Linked DNA regions of Anser cygnoides: region 2 is linked to region 1. A link is a contact called in public Hi-C data. All regions are on one chromosome and are shown on one strand. The core of a region is the stretch at or near the end of the contact, and the rest is flanking DNA. Distances in the headings are between cores, read along the strand shown. Region 1 overlaps AKT1 (AKT serine/threonine kinase 1). Region 2 holds the start of AKT1 (AKT serine/threonine kinase 1).

Region 1 (5,588 bases), core at 2,901-5,400:
AATAATAGTCTTGAAAAAGACTCCTGTGCAATGAAATTAAATTCTACGCATGTAAGTCTTCAAGCAGAACCAAAAATAGTAGAAATAGAAGTTAAAAATAAAAGTCCACTGAGGATTACAGTATACAAGGAAATATAACAAAGTGTAGAGGGTGAAAAGCATTTTAAAAAAATCTTTCTAAACTGGTCTCCTTAAAACATACCTGCTGAACATTGCTGGTTACTCATTAAGCTTCCATCCAAGTTTGAGAACCTGAGCTTTTGTGTTTCAGCTAAATCCCAAGGAGAAAAATTACTACTAAAAGCAACATTAATATTAAGCTCAAACCATTTCCACACTTTTAATTTTTATGAAACTGTGTGTTGCTTGCAAGTTACTATGATCATTTCATCGTAAGCTCCCATGCTCTGTTAGCCAAGGGCAATCGCCTATCATGCTGTAGAGAAATCATCTGCAAAAACGTTTAAAAATACATACCCTGTAATTTTTTATATATACATCCTAAAAATATATTGTGTGCACAGAAACTCAGTGGAAACATCATCATCCCAGACCAGACAATTGCAATTAGCAAATCGCAGCAAAAACATTGTTTCCGTACTTGTCCCTGTAAAGGTAAGCAATGTTTGGCACCCAGCGGTCCATTCCCGGTTCTTTAAAAAGAAACCCACAAACTTCTAGCTCTACAGTGAAAAAGTTTCTACTCTAAGGCTCCAACAAAGAAAGCAGCAACTGCCTTCACTCTGACCTGCCAAATCATCCTGCTCTGGTGCTGCACCGTTTCGGGAGCCACAAAAAGATTGTGACTGTGAATCCTCACGTGAGAAGACGGCCGTACTTCTGGGTTACGGGTTTCTGTTGTTTATAGATTCGCACGTGCACTGGCCTCAGATGGAAACAGTCACCGCTTTGGGCTCCAGATTTGGGTTGCCGCTTTGTTTTCACATGATTTCTCTTACTGCCCCCCCAACCCCAAAAGTGGTTCTTCAGCGGTGTAAATACACCCACTGGGCTCAGGAAAATCATCTCAGCAAAAGCTGTTTGTGTTCTGGGGCACAGAGATGCTTATTTCCCCTCCTCTGACACAGCCAGGAAGGTGACCAGTAACGTACCGGGTTATGGTCCTTGCCCTCGGAGCCCTGCAGCAGTCAGTCGTGTGCAAGCATTTAGGAACTGCACCTACGTCGCTTCCCTGTGGCCACTGCTGGCAGCACGGAGCATTTGTAACTCCCAGCTTGGGAGGAAAAGGCCACGAATACACAGTCTTTGGGGGCTTTCCTGTTCAAAGGTGAAGAGCTTGGAAAGCAGCTCCCAGCCCTGCGCTGAGCCTCACTTCCCCGCTCCTTCCCCAGCCACACGCGTGTGACACGGACGGGGCCCATCCGGCTCCCACCCCCAGCACTGGTAGGCAACCACAAAGCAGTCACGTTTGAGGAAGCTGAGGCTTGGGAAGTTTCTACATCACTGATTTCTAGAAATCTGGTGGGAAAAGAGAGTTGCCTTTGATGTTTTCCTCAGCCTCGGGTCAGATTTCTTATGGGTGAGCTGCTTGAGTGTGCCCCAACTCACGTTCGAACTGGGCCTGGACAAGTTGGCGCTGAGGTGATTTACACCAACACCATCACATCCAACAGCCACATCTCTCCCTGAACAGCACCTGGTGAGTTGTGTGTGAGGACTTGATGAGCATCTTCAGCGTAGGAGATACCCAGGACCCTGCAGTGTCCAAGCTCTGGATGCCCACAAGGCTGAAGCCTGCTGCAGAAGAGGCCCAGCTATACGAGAAGCATAACGCAGCACAAGCAGGCAGCCTCCTGCCTGCCCCAGCCAGCTGGGGCTTCCTCTGGCCCCTGCAGCCCTACAGTTGTCACCTCCACCTCCTCCAACTCCAGCAGAGGCTGCAGGCCTTGCTGGGTCGGAGAGCAGGTTCGCTCGAGCTGTCAGTCCTCCACGTAGCAGAGCCTGACAGAGCGAGCAGACACACCTCAACTACTAATCACCACCTTCCACGGGGAAAAAAGTTTGGGTTTCATGCAGGTAGAGGCTTGACTGACCCCACTCTTCCTGCGGCCAAGGTTGCACTCTGGTTGTGGGAAGAGCCACCACCACTAAAATGAATGAAGTGCTGGATCTCCGCGTCGCTGCTGGGACCCACCACCAGTTACCAGAGAGCAGCCTCAGCCCTCCAAAGCCAAGCAACAGCTCCGACTCCGTGCAGTCATCCGACCTTTCAACGGGGGTTGTGAAATGCTGCACCTTCTTCCTCTCGCTCGTCCTGCATGGTGAGGTCCCACGGCACCATCAGAGAAAGAAGCAAATGAAGCAGCTGGTGACAAACCCATCTGAAAGAGGCTCAACTCCAGAGGCCAGCCTGCCCCATGGCAGGGAGCACTACGGCATGCAGTAGGAACAGACACAATCAAAATTCAGAGAAAGCAGTGTTGGAGTTCCCTCTGGTTTAAAACCTGCCAAGATTCAGCACTTGTGAGACACTCTGCTGGTCTCATACACTGCCACCCACCTGAACTCAGCCCCCTTGCACAGAGCGCTCCGAGCCATGCCCACCTTCACAGGTCGCAGTCCCCAGAGCCAGAGAAAGAATAGTAAAAATTAGGGGGAAAAAATGCTGTTTTATGTGTAGAAATATGCTGTGATTACCCCTTCCTTTTGATGTATGTCACAAAGCAGCAAAGGAAAATTGCAGGCCACATTAAAAGACGTTTGTAGAATAGATTTTTTCCTTCTTAGGAAAATTAAGGCTCACGTTACAAGATTAATAAACTTATATCAATCCCAAAAGAAACTTCAAAATTCCTTTTCACTTACAAAACAGATTTTCTACATATGACCAAATTTAGAAAACAGCCATGATTAAAAGCAGAATGCGATTTATTGTTCTTCATACTTCCCCCGTATGCCTGGGAGTTGCAGCTGAGCTGGCATTACTGAAAGCAGACTGCTAGTGCTGCTCCTGTGCATCTAGCTCAGGTCCGGCAGGCAATTGTAAGGTTTGATTCACCAATGCAGACCACGATTCACTAGCTCCTTGATATTTAATTTACACTTTACGTATCAACTTTTTTTGGGAGGCGGTGATTTTACTGGAAAGGAGAGTATCTCAGAGTTTCATTTTCCTCAAGCTGTTGGCTCTCCCCTCTGTCCCACCAGCAGTAACAAAATGCTGCCAACGCCGATGTTTCCTGCCACAGACATTAGTGACCCCAACTTCTGTCAACCCCTGGGCTTTGGTGAGGAGGGGATTTTGGGGGAACTGTTGTGTGATCCAGCAGAACGTCATCAACAGGCTGATGTTCACCGGACTACTGCACATCATTTAACTTTTCACTGAACATACTTTTGTGGCCATCTGGCTGGTTTTCTTTAGCGTGGCTCCGTGATCTCACTATGAGTCAATGACCAAGTACCCCAGGCGCCCACCCGAGCACACAGACCACACTGTGAGAGCAGCTGACAATAAAACCCATAAAACTACTAGGGTGGGACTCGGGACTTGCACCCCGAAATGCTTCCAGCTCAGTTCTCCATACTGCCTGAAAACCCCACGCAGAGCAGTGGATTTGCAGAATCCTATCCACAGTTAAAAAGTTGGGTGCAGAGTGGCTGGGGAGAAACCAGTATTTAAGAACGGCCCACAGTCCAAAAAGCTTGGGAGGCACCAGTGTAATTAGCAAGCTGCAGGCATGTGCGCAGGCTTGTCTAGCCTGTAGTTATTTCTATCAGCAGCATGAAAATCATCTGTCCAACAGATCAGAGCATCGCTAGTTCCAAGCCTGCTGAAGATACATGCGAAGAAGTGGCTATTTGTATAAAATGAGCATATTGTGGAGTAATTATTGGCATTGGAAAAACCTTGTAATTAGAAACAAGTGGGCGTTCTTTGTTTGTAAACAAATTGCATTTTGGTTCATCAGAGATGCTCCTTTAAGAACAAATTACAGCAGATGCTGCTTGTGTTTCCAGTGATTGAAAGGCCCCACCTGAATAAGCTACAAGAGGGTCACAATTCTATTTAACCCAGCACTTTCCTGGACAGGAATCCTCTTGGCACGGGCTGCAACCACATTTGCAGAGCACAGTGCCCGGGGGGCCTGCTAATCTATCACACAACCTTTTCCGGGAGGCCCCACCGGAGCTCCTGCCTGCTCCAGGAGGGACAGGCTGCCGTTGCCACCTTGCACAAGGCTGGCCACTTTCCTGGCTACAGCTGCTCCTGGTTCCCTGTGTCACCGCTGAGTTGAACACTCTGCTACTACAAATTGTGGGTTTGCACCACAAAACCCCTCCGCAGGCTTTTCTGTCAAGAGCAGTGATGGGAATAATCCACTTTGATGATAAAAATCTTTGCTCTAGGTATCCAAGTACTGGCAAGGAACCATTTTTGTGCTATGTGCATGCACACGTACAGACTGAACGCACCAGAAAGCAAATCGAAATACTCTAAGTACACCTCACATGAAAAGCTTCCTAGCTGGGGCCTATTTATGGTGGAAAGGTTCAGGACAGGAGACTAGGGGCAGAGTCACAATTTTTATTTGTTTAAAAACTGTCTGAGTTGACAAGAGGGCAGGTTCTTAAGCCGATGTTTACCTTGGTGCAAAGGTCAACATCATTTTTGGATCCTGTTCTATTTTTTGTTTGTTAGCCATTATAGGGTTGTTTGGTTTTTGTTGTTGTTGTTAAGTCAAAGGTTACTTTTTAAATAATAAAGAACAGCAAAAAAGCAAAAGGAGGAAAGGGGAAAAGTAGATCAATCATGGTATAAACTCTACCACAACCATGGCAGAAACACCACCACCTGCTGTCCAGAGCAGGATGATAAATCAAGGGCACAGATTTCACAGAAAATTCAGAAAGCTTACAGCAAGCAGCCTGAACTTGGATACAAGGCAAGAACATTCACCATAGAGCTTATAACCTACAGCAGCCATCAGATTAATTACGACCAAAAGCAAGGTTAACTTGCATTGTTCCACGCTGTAGTTTTGTGTTAATGGCAGCCATCATATTCCAAAGCTCAGCCTCCTGATCACCAAAATCGCTTCACGTTGCTACCTGCAGGGTCAGCTTGTTTCAAAAGTTAAAATGAAAACAAATAGGTTCATTTACTACATCTCAGCTATTCTTGGTGGATGCTAATTGTGACCTGATTAGAAACAAAACTACCATTTCATCCAAAACACCTTCCTCAACTTTAAATAAAGACTGGCATGCGTGCGCTCGATAGCCCTTTGTGCAGTATCATCTTCAGTTGTTTCTGAAAGATGGCAATATGGATCTTTTAAATGGCAGTGCAGAAAGTCACTTTTAAGTCACTTGGCTTGAAGTTAGCTCCCTTTCACAGACACGCCTCTGAACAGAATAATTGCTATCTTTTTTTTGTGAAGGCTTTAACAAATATATTTTTTTTCCTCGATTTCTTCTTATTTGGTATTTCTGAGGACACGAGCACTTAAAATTGCAATTATTAAGCAACAACCTCACCTTTGCTTCGGATCTTTCTTCAGCAAACCTGACAAGAGAGATTTTGCTTCAGGTGACAAAGTGCGTGGAAATCTAATCTCCTCCAT
Region 2 (5,946 bases), core at 2,460-4,959, 59 kb after region 1:
AAAGTTCCATTTGCATAAAATCCTTAGAGGAAAAAAAAAAAAAAAAAGAAGTGATTACAGACCTCATTTATGGCCATCTAGGAATGGTTCCCAGTGAGCAGAGGGCATCTGAGGTAAGTATGACCTGGCTGCTCCAGCCTGTGTCTGCACATGACTGAATGCTGTCAAAAGCTAAACAACTCCGTCTTTTAGCGTTCAGTTTGCTTATTTTCAACAGGCATTTCTGTAATACCTTTTTCAACTCCAAAATATTTCTCACACGGGTGAAGCGCAGTAAATCACGAATAGCGTGACATCAACACCCTATCACGGTGTGCGCTGATTTTATGCACGCATTAACTCCTTAGAGGCTATTAACTTCTCCACAAATAATGAGATAACTCACTTCCCTGTGCACTGCAGCAGTGAAACCTGCTTTAAGGAGTCGGTCAAACAAACAGAAGGTGGAGCTGAACCATCTTTTTCCGTATTTGGGAGAGTTCCTTCTCTTTTGGCTCTTCTACTTATGTTTGCATCCTTCTGCCTCCAAACCCCTCTGAGATGAATCTGTCCTCCTCGCCCTCCTTCCAAGGTGAAATTTTATATTCCTTTCTATCCAAACCCTAAAGGAGAGCAGGAAGAAAATGAATTCTTCCATAACGCTGAAACTTAAGCTTAGGGGATGCAGGAGCATCTCTGGTAATTACTTCATCTCTGTGAAGGAGAGAAAGCCTCGCTCGAAGGAGGACCAGATCCACCAGATCCAACCAGATCCTGTCCAGATCAGCTGGCAAGCTGGCTGTGCCCATCAGCCCAGATCAGGACCACAGCAGGATGGCTCAAAGAAGGATCCAGCTGCCTGTTTGCCTGCCTCGGCCACAGGACACGGTCACAAGAGTAGACAGGTCATATAAGAACTGCAGGGGAGCAGAGACGTGTGTGTTTGGGCCCATGACATGTGATATCAGAGTAACCTGCGCTCTTTCACATCTCATTTTGAGCTCACAGCCAACTGCATCTAAACTGCACAGGCACACAACGAAGTTGGGCTCCAGCCAACATTTTAAGTAGAGCGTGCAGAGAGGTATCCCCACCAGGCTTTGACCGGTGAAGTACATCTCCTGCATTATGCAAATCCTACCTTCGGTGTTTCGCAGGAGCAGCGCTGCTTCCAGCGCACCCCAGGCCCTCTGAACTCACAGCAGCTTCGCACCATGACCCAGTTACCAAATCTGGGCAGGCAGCTTTCAAGAAAGCCCAGGACCAAGCAGTTCCAGCATCTTAGCTTACTTTACAAAATTGCACTGAGGGCCTTGAGTTAGGCGTGGTCACCAGTGTTTGCTCCTAGCCCATCTTAGAACAACGCCGCATCCAAACAGGTATTTCGTGACTGCTTGTGCTGCTTATCGCTAGGCTTGGAAATGCTCCTCTGATGCTAAGAGCAGTAGAAAAAATGGTAACTGGAGAAGAAAATAAAAATCTCTAAAGTCACTTCCACTTTTCTTTCAATCTGTCAGCGTAATCTAGGCACACAAAGCTGTAATTTGTCTTTACTAATCAATAGTCAGGAGGTTAATTTTGTTCAGGTGAGGGGCCGGAGTTACGACACTCAGCTGCCCAAGCTGCAACCACAACTACGGTTTGATAGGACAAACGAAGCTGCGTATTTCAAAACCAAGCGATGGCAGAAAAGAAACCTCTTCATACTCTCTCTGTCAAAGACAGAGACAAAATCCTCTTTATGTTCCAAAGCAAGAACAAGTCCTTTTACAGTTTACACTCAAATAATTTAAGAACTGTGCTGCTCAGAACTTCTGCACCAACTTAAGATGCATTTAATCAAATTCCATTTTAAAGTCTTTATAACAGAAGTTTTGTTCAGCTCCCCAAACCAAGACAGTTTCGAACCTATTTGAACCCTTAATGTAATCACTTATGGGTCATTTTTACAAGCCACCAAACCCCAGTGCTGGAGCTACAGGTTACTTGCGGCCACTGGATCAATTCTTCCATTTGATTTATCACTGCTGGGCACCAAAACCAGCTCTATAAACGTCATACACGATGAAAACCCTCCTATTTAAAAAAATCAAAGGTAGTTCCACAGCGTCTTTAAATCTATTAACTCAGACAAACGTTGTGGCTGTCATCAGGAAATTAGCTACTACAAAAAAATAATTACTAGTCATGAAGTATGTCAAATTTATTTACCTGTAAACAAATATTCTCCTGAATTAAGTGTTAGTAACTCCCCTTTATAACTGTATTTTGAAATGTACATCCCTCCCCTGGCACAAACAAAACAAATAAATAAAACAAACAAGAGCAAATCACGGATTTGCTTCTTATCTGTTCGGGATGGTAGGAAAACAAAGCGGAAAGAAAAATAGTTAAATACTTTCCAAAGGGCTTAAGGGGCTGGGGGGGAACCCCAATACGGTGTAATCTGCACTAGCATCAGTATCACACCGTAAAACATGTAAGAAGTCTCAGCGTGCTCATGTACTCTATTAGAACTGCGTGTTCTGCAAAGAAAGAGAAGTAAAAGTCCTAGAAGTCTCCAGGAACATCTCAGCAACTGCAGAATTTCACCTTTGGGGGGGAAGGGGGAGCAGGATGGGGCGAGGGGGCACCTGCAGACAGCACCCTACAGGTCTGCAAATAGAAAAAGGGGGGGGGGGGGGGGAAATCGGCTGCAGAAAGGCTGCCCGAGGACCTGCAGACACGGGTGGGGGGCACCACCCCCCCGCGTGCAAACACTCGGTGGTCTGCAAAGCGGCGCGGGGCTGCCACAAAAGATAAGGGCAGAAAACGGGGGCGGGGGGGGAGACGGAGGGGAAGGGGGCGGAGGAGCTCTCGGCTACTTTATTTGCCACACTTTCAGAAATAACCCGTGCCCCCCGCATTTCCCCTCTCCCCCCCCCCCCCCCCCCCCCCCCCCCCCCACCATTTCCCTCCAGGGATGCTCGGGCAGGTCCCGACCCCCGGCGGCGCTGTGCGGGGGGGGGGGGGGGGGAGCCCGCTGGGAGCCCCCCACCCCGCCACGCTTCCACCCACCGCCCCCTGGGGGAAGCCAGCAGCTTCCTGCTCGCCCCGAGCCCCCCCCCAGGCCGGCTCCACCGACCCTGGCCGGGCCGCAGCCCCCCCTAAAACCTCCCCCCAAAAAAACCTCACCCCACCCCCCCCCCCCCCCCCCAGCTCGGCGGCCCCGGGGCTGGGCGGCGGAGGGGCGGCGGCAGCCCCCAGCCCGCCCCCGCGGCCTAAGGCGGGGGAGCCGGGGGACAACGGGGGGCGCCCCCCCAGCCTCACCCCGACACCCACCTCCCCTGCCCGGCCCCGCACGGCTCGGCTCGGCTCGGCTCGGCGGAGCAGGCCCCGGCGCTTCCTTCCCCCCCCCCCCCCCCCCCAGCCCTTCCCACCCGGGGGAGCGGGGCACTTACATGGCTGGAGCCCGGGGAGGAGGTGATGGGAGGGCGGCGGCGGCCGGGGAAGGGAGCCGGGGAGGGGAAGGGAAAAGGGGGGAGGGAAAGGGGGCAGCCGGCCGGGCCGGGCGGGCTCTCCGGCGGGTGCCGAGCTCTAAAGGCCTAACCGGGCTCACGGCAGCCGCCGCCTCCTCCTCCTCACCATCCCCGGGCGGCGGGGCGGCGGCTCCTCCTCCTCCTCCCCCTCTCGCAGGCCCACGGGGCTCGCACAGCCGCTCCGGCTGCCTGCCGGCCTCCCTGCCCGCCTGCCTCCCCCGCCGCTCCGCCTCCGGCCGGGAGGAGCAGCCCTGCCTTTCGCCTGCCTTCCCCCCCCACACACACACCTCAGGGAGCCGCGGGTATCCGCGCTGCCGCCTCCTTGCCCCCCCCCCCCTTCCCCGTCCGTAATCCTCGCCCGGCGGCCGGGCTTCCCGAAATGCTGATAATTAGCCCCAAAATGCAAGGCTGCCGAGGGAGCCGTGGGGAGAGGCCCGGCGGCCTCGTGGCACCTCGGCCTGTGGGGAAGAGGGTGCTGTGTGACATGGATGTCACCCTGCCCGAGCGGGGGGGGGTCGGACAGGATCGCCTCAGGGTCCCCTCCAACCTCGACAATTCTGTGTCACCTCAGCACCGCAGCACCGGGGCGGCTTTGTGAGGCTTCCCCGAAACCATAAAGTACAAATCCACGCACACGCTACGCACACAGGCATTCCCTGCGCCTACTAAATACTGATCGATCAAATAATGGGGTATCACGGTGTCTTTGAGGATATTTCAATACCCTTTTCCACAGCAGGTGGGCTGCGAGGTGCAGAAGGGCCGAGCAGTTGCCCAGGGGCTCAGGTAGGACAGCAGCCAGGCCCATGAATCTGGCTGCCGCCTCTCTCTAGGCCGCCCTTCTGTCAGCAGCAATACCCCAAAACGCCCCAAAACGCCCCAAATTGCTGGAGTGACTCAAACTATTGCTTGCGGCAAGGCAATATTTTGTCAGGCTTTAAGAGCCGCTCTGCTCTGAGAAAAAAAACGATGTTGCGGAAATGGCTTTGACAGATTTATTCTTTCTCTGTGCTTCCAGTATCAAAATTTGCCCTGTTTACTCATTAAGGGATTTTGTTTATTTTCTAATTGACAGTGCCATAAACTCTAACTGGGCTGTAAGGATGATTTGATTTGTTCAGGAATGTACGATCACTGATGATCGCGTTTCTGTAATTGGAAGCTAGTTAGAATTTAGAAAATGGCACATCTTCCCACAGCGTTGCACTGTTAACAAAATAAAGGTGCATAAAATGTGTTTACAGCAGTAAAGCTGGGGAATACGACTCTGCATTTACACTGGCAGCAAATCTATTTAATATAATAAGAGGCTTCTGCACCATGCCATTTGAATGATTATGGGTGTTTACTGATATTCACATTTTAATTTTTTCTTCTTCCATTTTGATCAACTAGGGGGTCTGTCCGAATTACCATATCCACCACGAGTTTTCTGAGTACCAAATGGATCGCTGGATTTTGCGTACATCAGTGCACTAGAGGAGCCAGTGACAAGAAAGAGGAGGAAAGGGTTTGCTCTTCTTCAGGATGGAGGGAGAAAGAATGAGACTTCCTTACCCGCCAGCAAACAGACCATTTCCTCCTGGATGAACTGCTTCACCGGTATGGCATTTTCTGTAGCTCTCCTTTAGGATTAGGAAAGCATGCTTCAGCACAGTTTTAAAAATGTAACGTTCGGGTAATTTAACAGAAGAAGCAAACCCCCCCCCCCGTACAGGCCTAATTGCCTAATGTAGGGTCAGATCCGCATCTACTGTCAGTGCAAAGATTTGTATTGGTGTGAGGGCAGAATGAAATGGCTGAGAGAACTGTCCACACCCTAATAATATGCGAAGGTAATGGAAGGAAAAATCTGTAACAAACTCTCTGGGATTGTAATCACATTTCTACATAACATGCATTAAGCTCAGAATATTAAGTGTAGACTAAAATGTAGGTAGGTACCAAAGATATCTTTAAAAGGAAATTATTTGTAAGTGTGCAAAGCTTGCAGTTAAGACAATATATAGATAACTTAAATGGTTTATTTTCTTTTATTTTTGTTATGAGCTAATTTTGAGTCTTCAGCCTGCAATTACATTTAGCAATAGAGTGTAAATACTGGACTTCAGGGCTGTAAGACACTTTTGTATAGGCAGGGGGATCTCTGGTAACAGATCTGATTGCAGGAGAGCTTTCTTGCCTTCCTGCCAAACTCTGTTCTGATTGATAAGCTCCCAGGCTGCGTGGTGAGCAAGGTCATTAGGACTTCCCCCCTGCAAATGAAGCAGCAGTTTTAAAAATAAGGTCATATGGTAAACATAGATTTCAGTCCTGAAGAGAAGAAAATAAACCTCTGTTGTTTGCTAAAAAGGAAGTGCAATTAAAAAAAAAAATTCAACGCGAACAGATTGTTTAGATTTGCCGACTGTTGATTTACCGTGATGAAAGACAGACCCAAACCAGAAAG

The links. A called contact is a pair of places that touch in the nucleus more often than the background predicts.
Region 2: a contact with region 1 is called in a Hi-C map of liver, with 2.6 times the contacts expected there. The contact joins the promoter of AKT1 here to the enhancer-like site in region 1. A contact is called at or near these places in 2 of 7 Hi-C or Micro-C datasets (both in liver).

Annotation. Positions count from the first base shown.
Region 1 is chr5:57,672,676-57,678,263 of Taihu_goose_T2T_genome, forward strand. AKT1 (AKT serine/threonine kinase 1) reads right to left here. Exons shown (of 14, transcript XM_066998424.1): 11 at 5,503-5,588. Among named protein-coding and RNA genes, the nearest start is that of SIVA1, 31 kb to the left of the region's middle. Within about 2 kb of position 4,151, at least 1 of the 3 cell types and tissues checked has open chromatin away from gene starts, as enhancers often do. A contact at or near this core is called in liver, where this site is marked.
Region 2 is chr5:57,732,260-57,738,205 of Taihu_goose_T2T_genome, forward strand. AKT1 (AKT serine/threonine kinase 1) reads right to left here and starts at 3,710. Exons shown (of 14, transcript XM_066998424.1): 1 at 3,420-3,710. LOC125183457 (a long non-coding RNA gene) reads left to right here and starts at 4,153. Exons shown (of 3, transcript XR_007165495.2): 1 at 4,153-4,283; 2 at 4,893-5,099.